Regions from separate parts of the Rattus norvegicus genome. Here region 1 is linked to region 2. Evidence: chromatin contacts called from public Hi-C data. All regions are on one chromosome and are shown on one strand. Each heading gives the region's core, a stretch centred on a gene start, on an enhancer-like site or on the middle of the called end of the contact. The rest is flanking DNA. Distances are from core to core; before and after follow the strand shown. Region 1 overlaps Rcbtb2 (RCC1 and BTB domain containing protein 2). Region 2 has its middle 31 kb from the start of Rcbtb2.

Region 1 (4,826 bases), core at 531-3,030, 61 kb before region 2:
GGACAAGGACACACTTAGCAACCAACTACAGCCAGAGCTTCCATGGCTTATTCCTGAACAAACCCAGTACTTGTGGCCCACCTTGCTTTCCACATCTTGTCTCATATCCTTCCCTCCCATTAACACTTTGTGCTTTAAGGGCACAAACAGCCTCAACAGAGCTGCCTCTTAATCACTCAAGTGCCTGGCACAGTTCCCTTGAATACCTGAAGTGATTGATAAATGAATTAATTTCACTCCTCAAAAGAGACGAGCTCTTACTAATTATTTTAAACATTTATTTAGTGTGACACACACCCACAACAGCATGCATGTAGAGGACATGAATGGGAGCCAGCTGTCTGCCCACCATATGTGTCCCAGGGATCATTAGGCACTGTTGCCTATGGCCCACTCTTACCTAATTTTGAGAAGGACTTTGTGAGCATAAATATATTTCCCATCAACTAGAAACTTGAGGTCTGCAGTATCAGGGTTGTCAAATTCCCTCTTCAGAGACTCAGCCACAGTGAGGTGGTCGTCGGGTTCTAAGAGAAAGCAACACAGCTTCTAGGTTCAGTCATAGACAGTTGAACATGAAGGCAAAAAGGAGGCGCCCACTCACTGGGCATTCAGGAAACGCTGACTCCCCCAGACAACTGAAAGCTGCACAGGCTTTCGCCTCTAGACATGGATTCACATCTTTGAACAATCATTGTAAATTTGTCAAAACCAAAAATGTTTCCAACTATTTCACTAACTGAATTAAATTTAAGATGTCTGAATATCTAGACTGCTTCTAGATAAAAATAAAAGACAGTTTTCAATTAAAAAGCAATCAAATCAAATTACCTGTAATTAGTATTAGTGTTGGTTCCCAGTAGTTTTAGTTCCCTTCCCAAGGGCCCCCAGAAAGAAGTTCATAGATCCTGTACCCAAAGAAGTCCTAAGGTCACATGTCATGGTCCTCATTCTCAGAACTGTCCCAAGTGGACAAGGACAAGCTTACCCACGGAGAGAAGGCGCCAGGTGACAGCAGGGGTGGCAAAGCAGGCAAACACGTCATCAGTGCAACAGAAGTGGGTGAGGTGTGGAAGGATCACCGACTGGCCCCGGCATTGGCCCCACATGTACACGTGCCCGCCCTGGCTCTTGGCAGCAGATGTGTGGGCAGAGTGACAGGCTGCAATCTCTATGATTCTAAATTCACAAGCAGACACCACAGAGATGATTAACAGGAGGACAGGAGCTGCCATCTCTTTGCCAGTGACCCAGACTATGCTGACAGAAGTGGGTAGGGCCAAGGAACAGAAAGAACAAAGCAAGACTTGGATACCCCACTTCCAACACTTTCAGTCACCAAATGCTGGAGCCATATTTTAGTAACATAACATGAGGATCTATTGATTATCAATAGGCCTTAAAAATATATGCCATCTGATTTTGAGTTTAAAAAATGCAATGTTTTATCCTTAAAGGCGTTACTAATTAGGTAATGACCTGGATCATCTAACGTAGATCAATGAATAAAAACTCAAGGTGGGATGGGGTTCTATACATAAGCACTAGCCCAGCAGGAGAACTACCCTGGCCTCATCTCTGTCACCAAAACCAAACCTTCAGTTACTTTAAAAGGAGAGGGCTGAAAAGTCACCCTGGCTTCTGCTCTGTACAAGGAACTCAATGGTTTTTGTTTTAATGCCAGAGATAAACCCTGGGACTTCTGCATGCCAGGAGGATGTCTTATACAGAGTGGCTCCTGGGCCTTCTGCACACTAAAAGGATGCAATATACTGAATGGATCCCTGCATGTGCTGGGCAGTGTCTGATGCAGCAATCAGCACAGCAGGGCCTCTACACTGCTGCTGCCATAAAAGGGCAAAATCAGAACTTCCTTCCCTTTCTTTTCACTTCTACAATTGGGCAAGCTCACTCCACAAGATAAAGTGTGCCTGTGTGCTGAGCTAAAGGAGGGTACAGAAGGAATGAAAGAAACAAACAGAAACAGACGGTCGGTCAGCCAAACCACAGGAAAATGAGTGACTGGATTAAAACAGGGAACTACAGTGTCACGCAATGTCAGTGGGACTGTTTGTGGCTACAATACTAATCCTGACCCCTTAGATTGGTTAAATAACTTATTTTCAGATCCATACCTGGAGATTTAGCATAAGAGATTACGTTTGGGCTTTTAGTCTCATTGGTCAGGGCTTGTGCAGGACAAAGCCAGGGCCTCTGGCAGTTAACTTACCACTGTGCAGCTTTAAGTGAAATGCCTCTGATTAGGGATTACATTTGAGCCATCCACTTGGGTTGATAGACCTTGCCTAATCTCTTCTAATATTTGTGTGGTTGGATCAAGGAGCTGATTCCCACATCTGGTGCTCTGCAGAATGGCCCTGTACAATGGGAAATGGTCCAAAGAATCTGGCTTTCTACTAAGTATATGCTTTTCAACAGATATGGAAAACAGGTGAAGTTAGCCAAAGAAATTCAGCTACTAGAAGAAAAAGCATGCCCACTGCTCCCATCGATGTATTGGCAGGCCCCCACCTCACAGAAGACAGAAGAGCCTCAGTGGCAGTCATCAGAGCATCCTGGTTTGGGTGCAACACTAGCTCTGAGGCAACAGTAGTTTGTACAAGCCAAATCATTTATAGTCTTATCAGTTTTGTTGTATTTTTAAAGGAAAAAAAAACAATGTGGGAAGAGCAAAATGCACAATGTATAGACAGGGTACAGGCTACCAAGCAGCCACTGTCCCAGAGGCACTGTGATACAGAAGACTGGGGCATCAAGAGCAGCTTCTTCAGTGACTAACATCATTCAAACAGACATCCCAAGGGACAGACTGTGGGAGCTCAGCCTCCACCAGGAGAGAAGCAGCAAAAGAGAGTGTGGCAGTCTACCAGTTCTGGGAGGTAAGACAGCAGGCCTGAGAGCTACTGGGCCTGGCAGACTCTGGATTTGTCAGAGGAACACAGAGCCTATGAGGCAGAGAAAAACCTATAGCCAAGCTACAGGCAGAGGGAGGGAAGCATAGTAAGACAGGAGAAAGGCACTGATGGAGCTTCTCACTGGAACAGACAACCCAGTGTGGGGCCAGTAAGCCATGGGGTTTGCTAGGAACCACAGTGTCTCTTAGAACAAAGGCCCATGAGCTCAGTCCTTAGCTAATGTGACAAGTGAGTGGGAGAGAGCTCTGCACAAGGAGGGGAGGTAAGAAGACAGTGGTCTAAGGATGATGTGCATAGCAGAAAAATTGGGGGCTAGTTGGGAGGACCCAGAGCAGGGTCCTACCATCTACGCCCCATCTTCTGTGTAGCTGATGAACACAGGAGGAGGAGTTGGAGATGGCCCTGGAATGAGTGCCCTGAATGCTAAGGCACCTTGGTACTGCCTGGCTGAAGAGGCACTGTAGTGGACTCTCACACACACACACACACACACACACACACACACACACACACACACACGCACACGCACACGCACACACATGCACGCACACACACACAGATAACTAAGCAGCTAATGAAAGAGTTTTTTGTTGTTGTTGTTTTGTTTGTTTTGTTTTTGTTAAGCACTCAGACATCTTAACTATCACTGGCATTCTATGAGACAAAAGACTAAGAATCCAATTCCTAGTCATGGTTTTGTAACCATCCAATGGGCTCCTAAAGACCTCAAGAGGCCACAGCATTATCAAAAGTTCAAGGCTCGGCTAATTTTACATTGCTGGCTATAAGATGACTTTATGGGGTAAACGTAAGAATACATGTGCCAAACCCTTTAAAAGCTTTTCCTGTGGTTGAGCAGGGAATCCAATGTACACAGATTTTATTTTTCTTTCTGTATGAACAGGCACTAACAACTGTAGACTCAGCCCTGCCCCACCCGAAACACAATCACTTCCTAATTAGGTTTCCCTGGAAGGAGCCCCAGGAGAGTAAGAAGAGAGTCATGACCCATGAATGAGCCTTCCCATGAAGGGAAGGGAAGGATGGAACAAGTCCTAGCAGATTATAAATTTCTTTCTTGCCACATGCCTGCAACTGAGACCTGACCCTGTGCAAGCTCGGAAGCACAACGCTAGAAACTAAGGAGAGCAGGAGGATGCATTCAGAAGACCCGCCCTGCACTGCCAAACAGCGCTGTGGACACCAGCAAGTGCACAAGTGCACCGGCAAAACCCCAGGGTTCCAGTCAAGGGCGCTGGGCAGGGCGCTCAGAGCCTGTGACCCCTCAGGCACCCCATCACTCCCCTTCCCTACTTCTCTGTTTCCTGTTCTCTTCCCCACTTTATCGGCCCACAGTCTGCTCCAGAGTGGACCAGCAGGAAGATGTGCTCTCACTCTTCAGCAGAGAAAGCAGGGTGATTCAAGTCAGTGAAGGATGAGATGCTAAGGTGAGTGCGGAAGCAGTCAGGGGAAGGGTGGGTGAGTCACCCTTCTGTCCTTGCTGCCTCCATGTGACCTTTAGCACCACTGCTCAGTGTGTCTACTGGCTGGCTGGCCATCTGAGGCATTTACTTCTATAGTTACAACCTTAAGCCAGTCCTTCTGTCCTCACTGATCTCTTTGGATACCTCACCACTTCAGCAACTGATGGAGCCTCAGGCATCTATGTGCCAGCTTCAGCCTCCACTCTCTCTCCTGTTCCCCATTTGAGGAGTCAAAGGTCTTATTTTCAAACTCAGCTTAAAAGTTCTTTCTTACAGATCTATATAGGTTATATAAAATTAACCATGTATGCAGCATGAAAATAAAAATAGCAATTTATTAAGAATGCCAGAGGGAAAAGGTAAAAGAAGGGCCTAAGTGCTAGTCCTCCCTTTATCCATAATCATC
Region 2 (4,994 bases), core at 2,027-4,526:
GCTGAAAGGCTTAGCAAGAGGGAAGCTTTCAGGAGCTTCGTGTGGGAATTCTGTAACTTTTATCATCTGGACCTGTCGCTATGGTGTCGTTTGATGATGATGATGATGATGATGATGATGATGATGATGATGATGATGAAATGATGTTAATGACGATATGACGTTGGTAATGAGGTAATGTTGATGCATGTGGCTTGCAATGACAGCCTTTCATCTGTAGACCCAGAGGTCAGCACAACCATTAATTAATTTTGAAGAGGTGGTAGGAAAATATCATTATCTTCCATTTACAGGGGAGAAAGAAGAAATTAAGCCCTTTACCCAAGGCCACCTCAGAGCACTTGCCAGCAGGAAGGAACACAGATCCTGCCTCCTTACCTTCTGTTGGTGGCTATCCGGGCCTACCAGGTTAAACATTAAAATGGAATGTAAAAAACAAACAAAAAAGGAGAGAATAAGAGGCGAGGAGCCAACTCTGAGTCTGGGAAGTTTCCCAGCAAAGTTGCTATGGAGATAGGAGTTATTCTGAGACTGCAAATCTCTTGCTGAGACTTCTAGGAATGTAAGGTCCCATGTATGCTTTCCCCCTGGGCCCTTTCTCTGGTGTTTGCTATGAATGACCTTGAAGAACAAGGGAAGGGTCTTTGAAAAGGATAACTTTCCAGAGACCTCTTTCCTATCTGCTAGTGAGTGGGTAGACTATAAGCAGAGACCTCCTGAGCTAGCATGCTACTTAGGGCCTGAGAGCACTGACCATTCATCTGGTCTAGTAGAGCTTGAGGGAAGGACCACTCTTCACACTGCTCAGAGGGGATAAGAACGAAAGTCTCTTGCTTCTTTCTGGTCTAGGACAAGGACTCTCATGTTCTCTGACCTTCCAGGACACGAAGACAAGTTAAGGTATTAGTCTGTAAGCAAGTAGGGTTAAATGGGATCCTAAATCTTACAGGACAGCAAGTGCACCTCCTTTGTCTAGATGTTGAGTATCCTTCAGAACTGTGTATTTAATTTTCATATTCTCCAGTGGGCTAAATGCTCTGGGAAGGAAGGGATGTTGTATTTCCTAGGCCTTGAAAAGAGCTTGATAGGTTATGTTTTTCTCAAATATTTGTAGAGGACTGAGTAAATGGATACAGGCTGTTAGGAGATACAGAGTAAATTAGTATTCCAGGACGGAGGGTTTATAGGGCTTACAGGCTTGTCTCTAAGGGCAATGGTAGCTCCTTGCAATACTGGATCCTTCCTTCTAAGGGGTTTGTGAGGTCAGGAAAGAGAACAGACCAATGTGGGGACCATTACAACTTACCACAAATCGAAGAAGGCCCTGCCTTGCTCCACTTGTACATAGCACACCAGCGATGGAAGAAATCAAAACCCCACCTCTGGAGGTTGACTTTCTGGGGCCACAGAATGGGGATGAGAAGCTTAGCCAGGAAGCCTCCCAGCCAGAACCCTAGAGGAAGAGAAAGGGGGCATTTCTCAGTGTCCTCCTGGCCAGTGATGGAAGTCTTGAGGTCTGTGAACCAATCCCTGTCCTGCAGAATGAGATGTGTGACATCTCTGAATTTCTACTCCCTACAGCTGGGTCATCGCCTCTGCTACCAGAGATGACATGACACCTGCTCTGAGGGAAGTGGCTACTTGCCCTTAGAAGGGAAGATGGAGACTGGCTTGATTCTCTTCCCTGAAGGCTAGTTCTCCATTTGCTTGGCAGAGAGAGAGGTGAGCATATGTCAAAGATAGAAAGGCCTTTTAGCTAGTGTCTTCTCTGTTCTTCTCTTAACTCTTCCTTTCCTTATTCTGATGTCCAAATGGAAGCGTCAGCCCCAGCCATGGATACTGTGCTTACTGGGATTTTTAGTTATGAAGTAGATAGCAAGATGATGTAACATCTTTAGTTTTTGTTAAAAACTCCTCATTGGATGATAATGACAACGACGATTTGAATGAGAGCCTCACTATGGATTCCTCACTGGCTTGGAACTAGTCATCCTCCTGTCTCAGACTCCTGAGTGTTGAGATTCCAAGAATATGCCACTATGCTTGGCTAAGGGATATTTATTTATTTATTCTATTTTTTTTCTTAAGCTCAATACTCATTTATGGAACCACTTCTCTGGGACAGTTCCGGGAGGAGGAAGGAAAGGATTGGTTAAATCCAGGGCTTTTTTTGTTCAGCATATTTAGATTTGGTTCCGTCCAAAGCGTATCAGGAGTAAGGCTGCCCTGTGTGAGGAAATGGCACTGAGGCCAGACACTCCTTGCCCATCTGGCCCAGCCCAGCGATAGCCCGAGAGTTGCTCTCTGGAAGGGCCTGACACACCTGCTCACAGTGAGATTCCTTTGACTGAGGCAACACCCCATTTTCCAGAGCAAATTAGACAAGCACTCAAACGCCCTGGTCTGGGCAATTAACACCTTCAAGTTTAAACTCGCCTGCAGATAGCTTTGCCTGAAGAAGGGAGCAGACGTCTGGGTTCTGGGGAGCAGCGGGTGCCTTCCAGGGAGGCCGCACTGGAAAAGAGAAACTGGGCAGCTGCTAACAAAACTGATTCCCAGCTTTTCTTTAAACCAACCCCCCACCCCTGCTCTGTCTTTCTTTGATAGAGGGTTTCTGCAGCTCCCAGGGTGAGCCAGGGATTGTCTGTCTGGGTGGATCACCTGTTCTTTAAATACAAAGGTTGGGCCACTTATTCAGAGCCTGGCAATCATTAACCGTGAGGAAACCACGTGATTTTCCTAATGGCGTGGCACCAGATAGTCTCTGAACCCTATAAGCCCTGTAAAAAGCTGTAATCAGATGTGGGTGTTGGTGCTACTCCGGCATTTTGTGCCAACTAGTGCTAAAGTCCATTTCAGTTATAGATGGTGCCTCCTGGGGATAACTGAGCCCGGTGCCATCTGAGCCAGCTAGGCAGCAGGGCCTCAGGGAGGTGGGCGATCTGTGTTGGGAGTATTACAGACATGCATTTTCTTGTGTATTTAACCAGAAACGGTCCAGAGCTCAAAATAACATAGCTTTTTATCCATTTGACAGTTTTTGAACTGGTGCTGAATCTTGTTTTAGAAAGTGGACAGCAAAGTTAAAGACAAAAAACAAACCTATTGAGTGGGGGCAGGGGTATGGTGGATTTTGCCTTGGACAAACGTGATGCACACTTTCCGTTCTCCTTTTGAGGCTCCTCCCTTTTTCAGGTCTCGAGAGCTGACGTTTAGATTTATTCATGCTTAAATTTCCTTGGATATTGAAGGAGGAAAGTTGATGATCTCTTTGCAGGGATATGCTGCCCCCTGCAGAGCAAAACTAGAATCTCTACTTTAGCGGTTCGAAGAGGAGGCTGATGAGTATGAAAAGAATCAGAAAGCTCAATGTTCTTTAAGTTTTGCTCACTACTAGCTAAAATATTTTTGAATAAGCACGTTTCCCCTTGCACATCTCCTAGTTAACCATTGGCTTGTGCCACAGCTTTAAGTGCAAACGCCGACTCTCTCACATATGTTCTGTGTGTTAAGGCATCACAGATCTAGTCTCTAGAAACATCCTCTGTGGTGCTCACTGGATGGCTTCCCATCAACCTCTCCTTATGTCCTGGACTCCATCTTGATCCCAACTCTATGTGAATTTCCATTTCCTGTTCTTCTAAAAAAAATAATAATAGAGATGTCAGGTTTAGCAAATAAAAAGATAAAGAATTCTGGGTGAATGTGAATTTCAGATATAAAACAAATAATTTTAAGAATATACAGCACATGAGACTTATTTATGCCAGAAGATAGTTGTATTTCTGAAATGAAGTAGAATGATGCATCCTGTGTGTTGCCAGGCAACACCACACCACAGGGATGCAGATGCCCCGATTCTACACGAGAAGGTTTGCTCTTTCTATTTATCCCTTGCCTCAGGAAACATGGCTGTGTCGGAAACCATCTCCCTACTCTAAAAGGAACATCCACTTTTCCTCTACAAAAGTTATCAATGACATATACAAAACGCCCTTTTCATGAAACACCGTCCTGGTTTGTCTGATTACTGTAGCCATTGTCTTTCTATCTCTACCTCTTCATGGCCACCTGTTGCCCCTGGCCTCACATTCCTCAATAGCAGAAGGAACCTTTTATTTGAATGTTGGCACGTGAGGGGAGAACAGCTGTGCCCAAATCCTTCAGCTCTGTGGCTTGCAGACTGAATGCCCTGAGTTCACAATCTGACAGTAGAACAATCGCCCCGCCTACCCTGTTGCTAAGTGTCACTTCTGTAAATTAAAGATGACCCTCGAGTTTTGGATGAGCCATTTGGGTTGCCATGGTGACCTGTGGTTTGGGGGTCCTTTCAGCACAGCAGTAAAGGCTTCAGGTTTCACCCTCAGGGGCTTGTGCCTTGACTGCTGTCTCAGCTGCTTTCCTCCCTGTTCTTAGGTCCACAGAAAGGCATTTGTTTGGAGTTGGGTCAGTGTTCCATGTTTTGTCTAGTGGAAGCTGTTGTTGAGCTGCAAGCCAAGCTGATGCCTCGTTGAGGGAGGCAACAGGAGCAGACACAGTAGGATCTGGGCCACCAGAGAGGAGCATACTGGGCAATGAGGGTGGTGATTTAGTTTTTTTTTTTTTTAAGTGAAATAAAGTGCTAATTACTTGGGTGGTTACCAAGTATTAAAAATAACCAGAAGCCAACATGCGGTGGTAACTGGTAGACAGAGGGGCTCTAGACCTAAAAGATGAGGGGGGCAGAATTGGTCAGGTGGTCGTACACACAGGCTAAGCAAGAACACTGTAGAAACAGAATACCAATTCTATCAATGACTGTGGCCCTGACCCGGAAGAGCAAACACAGACCCAGTCCAATCCCAACTCCCCGCTATCTAAGGTCTCCAGTTACGATAGCCCTGTGGTACCAGCCCCAGCTTCCTCCTGTTGAGCCACCCAGACCTGGAGTGCCTTCATCTCTTCACCCTTCAGGTTTTCTCAGCCCCAGGTGAAAAACCCTCTTTTCCAGTTTA

The links. Hi-C and Micro-C count contacts between places; a contact is called where the count stands out from the background.
Region 1: a contact with region 2 is called in a Hi-C map of liver, with 3 times the contacts expected there. The contact joins two enhancer-like sites. A contact is called at or near these places in 6 of 12 Hi-C or Micro-C datasets (hepatocytes, kidney, liver and 1 more).

The regions. Positions count from the first base shown.
Region 1 is chr15:54,760,150-54,764,975 of GRCr8, reverse strand. Rcbtb2 (RCC1 and BTB domain containing protein 2) reads right to left here. Exons shown (of 15, transcript NM_199084.1): 11 at 989-1,179; 12 at 401-527. Among named protein-coding and RNA genes, the nearest start is that of Rcbtb2, 29 kb to the right of the region's middle. Within about 2 kb of position 1,780, at least 8 of the 93 cell types and tissues checked have an H3K27ac peak or open chromatin away from gene starts, as enhancers often do. A contact at or near this core is called in liver, where this site is marked.
Region 2 is chr15:54,700,878-54,705,871 of GRCr8, reverse strand. No RefSeq gene overlaps it. Among named protein-coding and RNA genes, the nearest start is that of Rcbtb2, 31 kb to the left of the region's middle. Within about 2 kb of position 3,276, at least 8 of the 93 cell types and tissues checked have an H3K27ac peak or open chromatin away from gene starts, as enhancers often do. A contact at or near this core is called in liver, where this site is marked.